2 separate regions of the Mus musculus genome follow, and region 1 is linked to region 2. The links are chromatin contacts, called in public Hi-C maps. All regions are on one chromosome and are shown on one strand. The core of a region is the stretch at or near the end of the contact, and the rest is flanking DNA. Distances in the headings are between cores, read along the strand shown. Region 1 overlaps Scamp1 (secretory carrier membrane protein 1). Region 2 overlaps Arsb (arylsulfatase B).

What was found. A called contact is a pair of places that touch in the nucleus more often than the background predicts.
Region 1: a Hi-C map of muscle stem cells shows a contact between it and region 2, with 2.7 times the contacts expected there. The contact joins two enhancer-like sites. A contact is called at or near these places in 2 of 15 datasets of contacts at CTCF or cohesin (the NIH/3T3 cell line and stem cell-derived epiblast-like cells), 28 of 484 Hi-C or Micro-C datasets (the BV-2 cell line, the C2C12 cell line, bone marrow-derived macrophages and 12 more) and 3 of 115 datasets of contacts at active chromatin or transcription factors (cardiomyocytes, embryonic stem cells and fibro-adipogenic progenitors).

Annotation. Positions count from the first base shown.
Region 1 is chr13:94,203,159-94,206,668 of GRCm38.p6, reverse strand. Scamp1 (secretory carrier membrane protein 1) reads left to right here. Exons shown (of 9, transcript NM_029153.1): 9 at 2,506-3,510. The coding sequence ends at 2,670. Among named protein-coding and RNA genes, the nearest start is that of Scamp1, 80 kb to the left of the region's middle. Within about 2 kb of position 1,253, at least 6 of the 459 cell types and tissues checked have an H3K27ac peak or open chromatin away from gene starts, as enhancers often do. A contact at or near this core is called in muscle stem cells, where this site is marked.
Region 2 is chr13:93,837,961-93,841,726 of GRCm38.p6, reverse strand. The region is part of intron 4 of Arsb (arylsulfatase B); the gene reads right to left. Among named protein-coding and RNA genes, the nearest start is that of Mir5624, 49 kb to the right of the region's middle. Within about 2 kb of position 2,451, at least 139 of the 459 cell types and tissues checked have an H3K27ac peak or open chromatin away from gene starts, as enhancers often do. A contact at or near this core is called in muscle stem cells, where this site is marked.

The DNA of each region.
Region 1 (3,510 bases), core at 4-2,503, 370 kb before region 2:
GACACCTTGTTAAGAAGTTCTAATCTTTAAAAATGTGTAGTTCACTGAAGTGTTTTAGGGAACAGAGTGATTGGGTAGACATGACAAGCTTGGACGTAATCCTGAAGTAGATAGAGGATTTGTGGGCAGGGGGTAGGGCTTGGAAGCCTGAGTTGACTCCTCCCACTATGAGAGAGGCCAGGCTTCATTCTTGTTGGGTTTCTCTAGGCCATTTGGCTTAGGGGATGGCCATTAGCAAGAACAGGTTTGGGGCTGATGAGACGGCTCAGTGGGTAAAAGTGCCAAGCACACCACTTGGGTCTGACCCAGGAACCACGTGGTTGAAGGAGAGGACCAGCTCCTGCATGTTACCCTCTGACCTCCGCAGGTGCTCGATGGCACGCCCCCAACACGCACAAATCAAAAGAGCAGGTTTGGAGTCAGGGTGATGCCATGGCTGGGGCGTGGGGTTTCAAGTACTGGTAGACCATGTGTGTGAATAAGCTCCGTAGACGTCTAGACAGAGAAGGAGAAGCAAGCAAAGAGATCTAGGCTGGGTTTTCAGACTGGGAAGTTTTGGCTTCTTGAGGTGAGTGAAGCCTGAGTGAGCACATAGGGGTATAGAGCCAGAAGAGGCCTAGGGGCAGAGCACCCCAGAGCAGTTCTACAGGAAAGACACCGGGAGCTCACTCCTCAGTGACTCAGTGACTGCACGCCGGGCAGTCCTGAGCAGGCTCAGGGACTCTTCTCCCCTTCTGTTTTTGCTTTTCCATGAAAGGGATAGTTGTATAACTGAGCTTATATCCACATGTCAGGCATTCAGAATAAATATCATTTCCCCAATAAAGTCACAGTATTTATCAGCATTGTGTCTATTCTCTATTTTAGTGCATACTCTGTTAATAATTAGATTTAACTAATTTAAATCTGAGATGCAAAATTAGGTTACTGGTTGACTCTCTCACGTATCCACTGTTAGCTGGTACTGTCTCACTCTTACCTGTGAAGTTAAGGATGTCAGATGAGATGATGTTTTTATATGGTATGCTGAGATATGACACATGGCAATATAAACTAAATTATAATTTGAAGCAACCATCAATCCTCTTGTCTTTTCTACCTCTGATGTAAACTGAGATCCGAGTACTGATTCTTCAACACTGACTTAAAAATTAATAATAAATTATCAAAAATAAACACACAGACCCCCTTGTAGGGAGTATGTAGCTCTAACGTGTCACCACTAGGGGTCAGTCTCTTCATGGGCGGTTCGTGCCCTCAGGAAGGTCTGCATAGTCCCAGCTCTGGACTAGAGGCGTTGCCAGGCGGTTCTTCTCTTCTCTCTCTCTCTCTCTCTCTCTCTCTCTCTCTCTCTCTCTCTCTCTCTCTCTCTTTCTCTCTCTCTCTCCTCTCCTCTCCTCTCCCCTCCCCCCCTCTCTCTCACACACACACACACCCCTCTAGACATGCTGTGCAGTCTTGGTTTGTTGTGATGATGTAAATGTACTTTTGAGGATTCAGTCTCATTCTGAGATCTCACAGCTGAGATAACCCAGGTTACCCGAGTTAGACCAGGTTATCGTTGGGTTGGACGCTCATTGTCCCTTGGTTTCTGCCATGGTATTGTTGTTTAAGCCTGCGCTGCCCAACTGTTGAAAGAATTTATATCTCCTGAGCTTCTTCATAGACAGAAATCCTTAGCTTTCACAAATAGGTTTGATTTTCTATCAGTTGTTTCTTATTGTGTTTGTTCTGTTTCTACAGTGAACTATCAAAGTACTGGATAGTGTTTCAGGGCAAAAGTGGTAGATGTTCTAAAGGAGCCAGTTAGTAAGACAGGAATGAGCCACAGAGAGCTGTCAGGAGCTCTGAACATCTCCCTTTGAGTAATCAATCACTAAGAGTTGGGACAGCATAACATTGAAGTGAGAAGAAGGCAGTACAGGTTGGATTCCCTGAAGAACCTGGGTTCCATTATGTCTTCTATGGGATTTGGGAACTTGCCCATAAATATTCATGCCCACATTAGTACACTAGTTACTAATGGCTTTTTGTATTTCAAAAGAAGTTTTGAAGTTAGTTCATTTTAAGAACCAAGATAATCTAGGTGTTTTAACTGTTTGAAGACTTCCTGAAATGTCTGGTCTTCAGCTGTAGTTTTCATTTGTAAGGAGTGTGGGGTTGGAAGCGTATGATTCAGAATAGTGCTGAGGGAGTCCCGCTAACCAGTTAAGTTGGTGTCCGACACCATTGCGTGGGGAGGTACTCCAGTGCATAGACTAACCTGGTCTGCTTCGACCGAACAGGGCAGCTACTGTCTTTGAAGGCGCTGTGTCGCCGTTAATCCCACTATGGCCATCTCCTGTGTTTATTTTGGACCTAGGGTAAAAAGCTGATTTCATGGGTTTTCTTTTCTGTTCCCCCCACCTCCCCTCTGACCTCTGCCTGGTCCTCGCACACGGCAGGGTGGTTTGAGCAAATGTGTGGATCGCATCTCACCATCTCGCCTTGGTTCTGCCTCCTCAGGTGCATGGACTGTACCGCACAACAGGTGCTAGTTTTGAGAAGGCCCAGCAAGAGTTTGCAACGGGAGTGATGTCCAATAAAACTGTTCAGACAGCGGCTGCAAACGCCGCCTCAACCGCAGCAACCAGCGCGGCGCAGAACGCCTTCAAGGGTAACCAGATGTAGCGAGCCTGGAAGCAGTTCTCTGTTTCCTTAGGACTGTATCTTTTTCTCCAGTTACTGTATTCTACAGATATTTTTTGTTGGAAACACACAATACACAAAAGCATGGGTATTTCCAATCCACATGTGCATGGTCTAAAAACCAGAGAAACTTCCTTGTCTTATTACTTTGCCTAATAGTTTCTTAATATTTCCATGCTCTGCACAGAAGAAAACTATCACCTGCTAAATAAATATTCTCCATATTTTTGGGGGATGGTGTTCCTCAGATTATTTCAGTGGTGACACACTGAAATGAGTATGTGACTTAAGATTTAAAAAGCGCTCGATAGTAACCACAGAAGTTCTTCCAGGAGTCAGTAGAGATTCAGACTATACATTGGACATGACACCATGTTTCTTTCTTTTCCCCCCTCTATTAATAACGAAGGAACAAGGTCAGCAAAAGTTTGGGTGTTTTTAAATTGGCTTGCTTTATATGAGGTTCAGTCACCAGAGAAGAGCCTGTGTGCTCTGTAGTAGATAATGTATATTTTACCTTCCTTTATTTTATTTTTAGACTAGTTGATTATTTTGATAACAATCTCTGATCTTGCATGGGCACCACGTCTCTTAAGTGAAATGAATTAGTATTTTGGGTTCTGTACTGCTTATAGTTGTAGGATCTGGGGCTCTTTATAGAATCAGAAATGATTTTCTGTAATAGTTTCTTTTAAGTAAAAATTTACTGGAGTATAAAGACTTTAATATAATGTGCAGTGCATTATCCAAAGAGAGGGTAGTGAATTGATGCAATAGAATATAGTGATAATTTCTTTTCCCTCTTAATTTTTAGTATTCATA
Region 2 (3,766 bases), core at 1,202-3,701:
ACAGCACAGAACACAGAGCACAGAACACAGAGCAAACAGAGCACACAGACCACAGAGCACACAGCACAGAACACAGAGCACAGAGCAAAGAGCACAGAGCACACAGCACAGAACACAGAGCACAGAACACAGAACACACAGCACAGAACACAGAGCACACAGCACAGAACACAGAGCACACAGCACAGAACACAGAGCACAGAACACAGAACACAGAGCACACAACACAGAGCAAACAGAGCACACAGCACAGAACACAGAGCACACAGCACAGAACACAGAACACAGAGCACAGAGCACAAAGCACAGAACACAGAGCACACAGCACAGAACACAGAACACAGAGCACAGAACACAGAGCAAACAGAGCACACAGTACACAGCACAGAACACAGAGTGCAGAGCACAGAACAGAGAACACAGAACACAGAGCACAGGGCATAGAACACAGAGCAGAGAATACTGGAGAAGAGAAATGTGAGGTGAGTTCCTCATGTTTTTCAGATTATTGATTTCTTCACTCACTATTAGAAGTAGGGATTTCTTCAAAAGAATACTATCAGTGCCTACTTCATGTTTCATGTGTCAGACCTGAAAGACAGAGGAGAGAAAACAAACACACAGAGCTTACCCCGTCACAAGAATTAATAAAACCCAGAGTCCACTCATTTACCATTTGCCCTATGAAGTCTCAGACAGTCTGCTTTCTGCTTCTCATTTTTATCTGCCACAGTGAGGAAGCCTTGACTTGTTTACTCCATCTTAGCTAGCTGGAGATAGCTGTACCATGGTTTGAATGAGAACAGGCCAAGGGCACATGAGCTGTTTGCCTCTGTTTTTAAAGTCTAGGAATGAATGAAAACAAAAGTGTAATGAGGTGCATGGTATAAGGTAAGAATTAAAGAAAAAAAATTGGTTTGCTAGGCCCTGATTAAAGGCCTCCTAGGCTGTTAGTGTTGTGGCAAGGGGAGACAGGTTCAGTCTCCTTTCCATGAACACAACTAGGAGAAGCCTGGCCCAGGGACAAATGCATGGCTGTACACAATCAAAAGCCAACAAGGCTACATAGAAAGATCCAGCGCTGAGAGCTGGGGTAACATGCAGGCCAGGCAGCTCCATACTGGACCTTCATAGAGACCAAAGGCATATCCACTGGGGCCAAGAGACCTTGACAAGGTAATTATTTTTCTCCAGTTGGTTTTGTCATTTAAAAAAATTATACAGTGAGATTATTTTCCTAAAAGGAAAGTGAGAGGCAGTTCCTAGGGGCATTTTTTTTTTTTTATTACTCCTGACCCTGCTCTCCTCCCTGTCTTTGCACATGGCAGAAAGGGTTTCAAGGACTTTGGCTCAGCATGGGGAGGAGTGGCCCAGCTCTGAAGTGAGTCATGGCTATCTTCACTAGGGAGTCTTGAGTTACCAGAGACAAGCACTCAGTGGCTGCTAGCGTTGCTTCAGCTGAGTCAAGCTTTGGACGTTCATTTCTTATATTGTATCTGGGTTTGCCCAACAGATCATAAAGTCTTCATCCTAGGAGAGAATCTAGTTATATTATATCTGGGTTTAACCCTACAGATATGAAGTCTTCATCCTGGGAGAGAATCTAGTTATAGTTAAAAAACACTTTTTTGTTAAGCATTTGGAAGGTCTCTGTGGAGAGGCCCTGCTAGAAGTTGGCCCCACAGGGGAGAGGCCACAGTTAAGCAGTTGCACAGATGGCCAAGAGGAGCAGAAGAGGCCAAATCTATTGTGAATTTTCACTTGCAGCTGTATGGAAAGCAGTTATGATGGCGAGTCAATTGCTGTGGGTTTCTAGCTTTAAATTCAGGCACAGGAAGCAAATGTTTTCAAATGCCGAGCATACAGGGAGATTAAAGGACTGGGGACAGGTTTGAACCCACAGAGCCTTTCACTGGCAAGTGAGAGGGGTCTCTGTTGACAGGAAAGTCAAGTGTGGTAGCTGGCATAGAAACCAACCTGACAGATCCTATGTGTTTTCCCCAGGATAGATATTTTTGCTTCTGTCTAGTAAGGCTTTGTGTTGGGGTTCTGATTTCTCTTTTCTGCTGTTCAGATCCAAAGTTTATGCTTGCCAACCACTCTGGGTCACGTATGAATGGCAGGACTAGTGGCTCTGTCACGCATGCGCCATTTCAGAGTTTTGTCTGGAACTCTCCCTGTGCAGTAAAAAATCGAGCGTCTTCTGACCCCCTCCAACACCCTGCCCCCATTTCCACCCTCCATTTGGCCCGCTGCTGGGACTATAGTCTATCACTTATCTAACATAAAATAAACAGAACAATCTGGAGCTAATTTAGGTGGTTTGCCATATCAGGATACAGCTGGGAAAGATTTTAAGAAAAGGCTGGACAGGAACAATAGCGCTGTGAAGTGGAGCAGTGTGGAGAGCACAGGAAGGCAGTTTCAGACAGCCTGGCAGACAGCTGTCAGCCACTCCAATAACAATCCCCAAAGCCAATGAAAACGGGCAGGCTCTGTGCAGGGAGCTCGGCCCTGCAGAACACCAACAAGGAAAACAAGGGATTAGAGGGCGTTCTGACTTAATGGTTAGGAGTTGTCAGGGCCACCTGTCTCCCGGGAGCCCTTCACCAGGGCTCCTGGCCAGCAAGGCCTGAAGAGGAATCGCAGAGGAGACCTTCCATTTCTCTATAATTCTGGCCAAGATTTTTTTTTTTAAGATGCATGCATACATACTGGCTTTATCCTGACTTATGAATTCAGCAAGGCCCACAGCAGCACATCTGTTTTTGACATCAATTTCTCCTACTCTGCAGGATGGTTGAGGGTTTTGGTTTTTTTTTTTTTTAACTCTTTGGGGGCCTCTGGCTAGACCTTAAATTTCCTGGTGCAACTTGACAGAGGTGAAAGGGCTTGAGGGAGCTAAACAAAGCTGTGTGTTGTTCTTGAAAGAATTTGTGAGTGCTTTATATTAAATCAAGAGAAAAGAAATAAAAAGAAAAGAAAAGAAACCACCTCGGACCAAGCTCTTGACAAAGATCCAACCAGTTAGAGATGCTCTGAAGTCTAAAGGTAGCAGAGAGGTTCCTGCCAAGGCACGGGTCAGAAGCACCACGATTGGCTCTCTGTCAACTCTCGCCACTTGGCCAAGGCTTCTGGGTCAGTTTCTGCACCTAAGGCCAGGCGACATTTTCCCCTTCTCCATCACTTAATTCCTGACATAAGCTCATACGCTCTCCTTCCAGAAAGTGCTCTGTTTAATGAAGAGTTCCCTCTGGCTAGAGAAATTTTTGGGAAAACCCCACTTGTTTAAGAGGGATTTTTAAAAAGATAATATAGATTTCCTATTCTAAAGTAACAAAACAGCATCTGGGAGGTTTAATAGAAAATAAACCAGCTCGGAAGAAGAAAAGAAACAAGGGTTTTATCAGTGACCATCTCTCCATTTTAGCTCATGTCTGTACATCACAGTACATCCCTGAACTAACAGGTACTCATAACTCCATGGCAATACAAGCTAAGCCTAAATGTTCACTGTAGAAAGAAGCTTTTGAAACACAGAAAACAATGTGAAAACTTCTGGCAAGCAAAAGAATAGGCTGGAAAATATTTCTTTAAAAAAAAAAACTATAACATCCAGGGCTGGAGAGATGACTCAGCGTGTAAGAGCACGTGATGCTCTTCTGCAGGATCCACACTCAATTCTCTGCACACTGGGCAGCTCACAACAGTCTGTAATCCTAACTCTAGGGGAGTCGCCATCTTTTTCCTGCACCGCAGACACTGG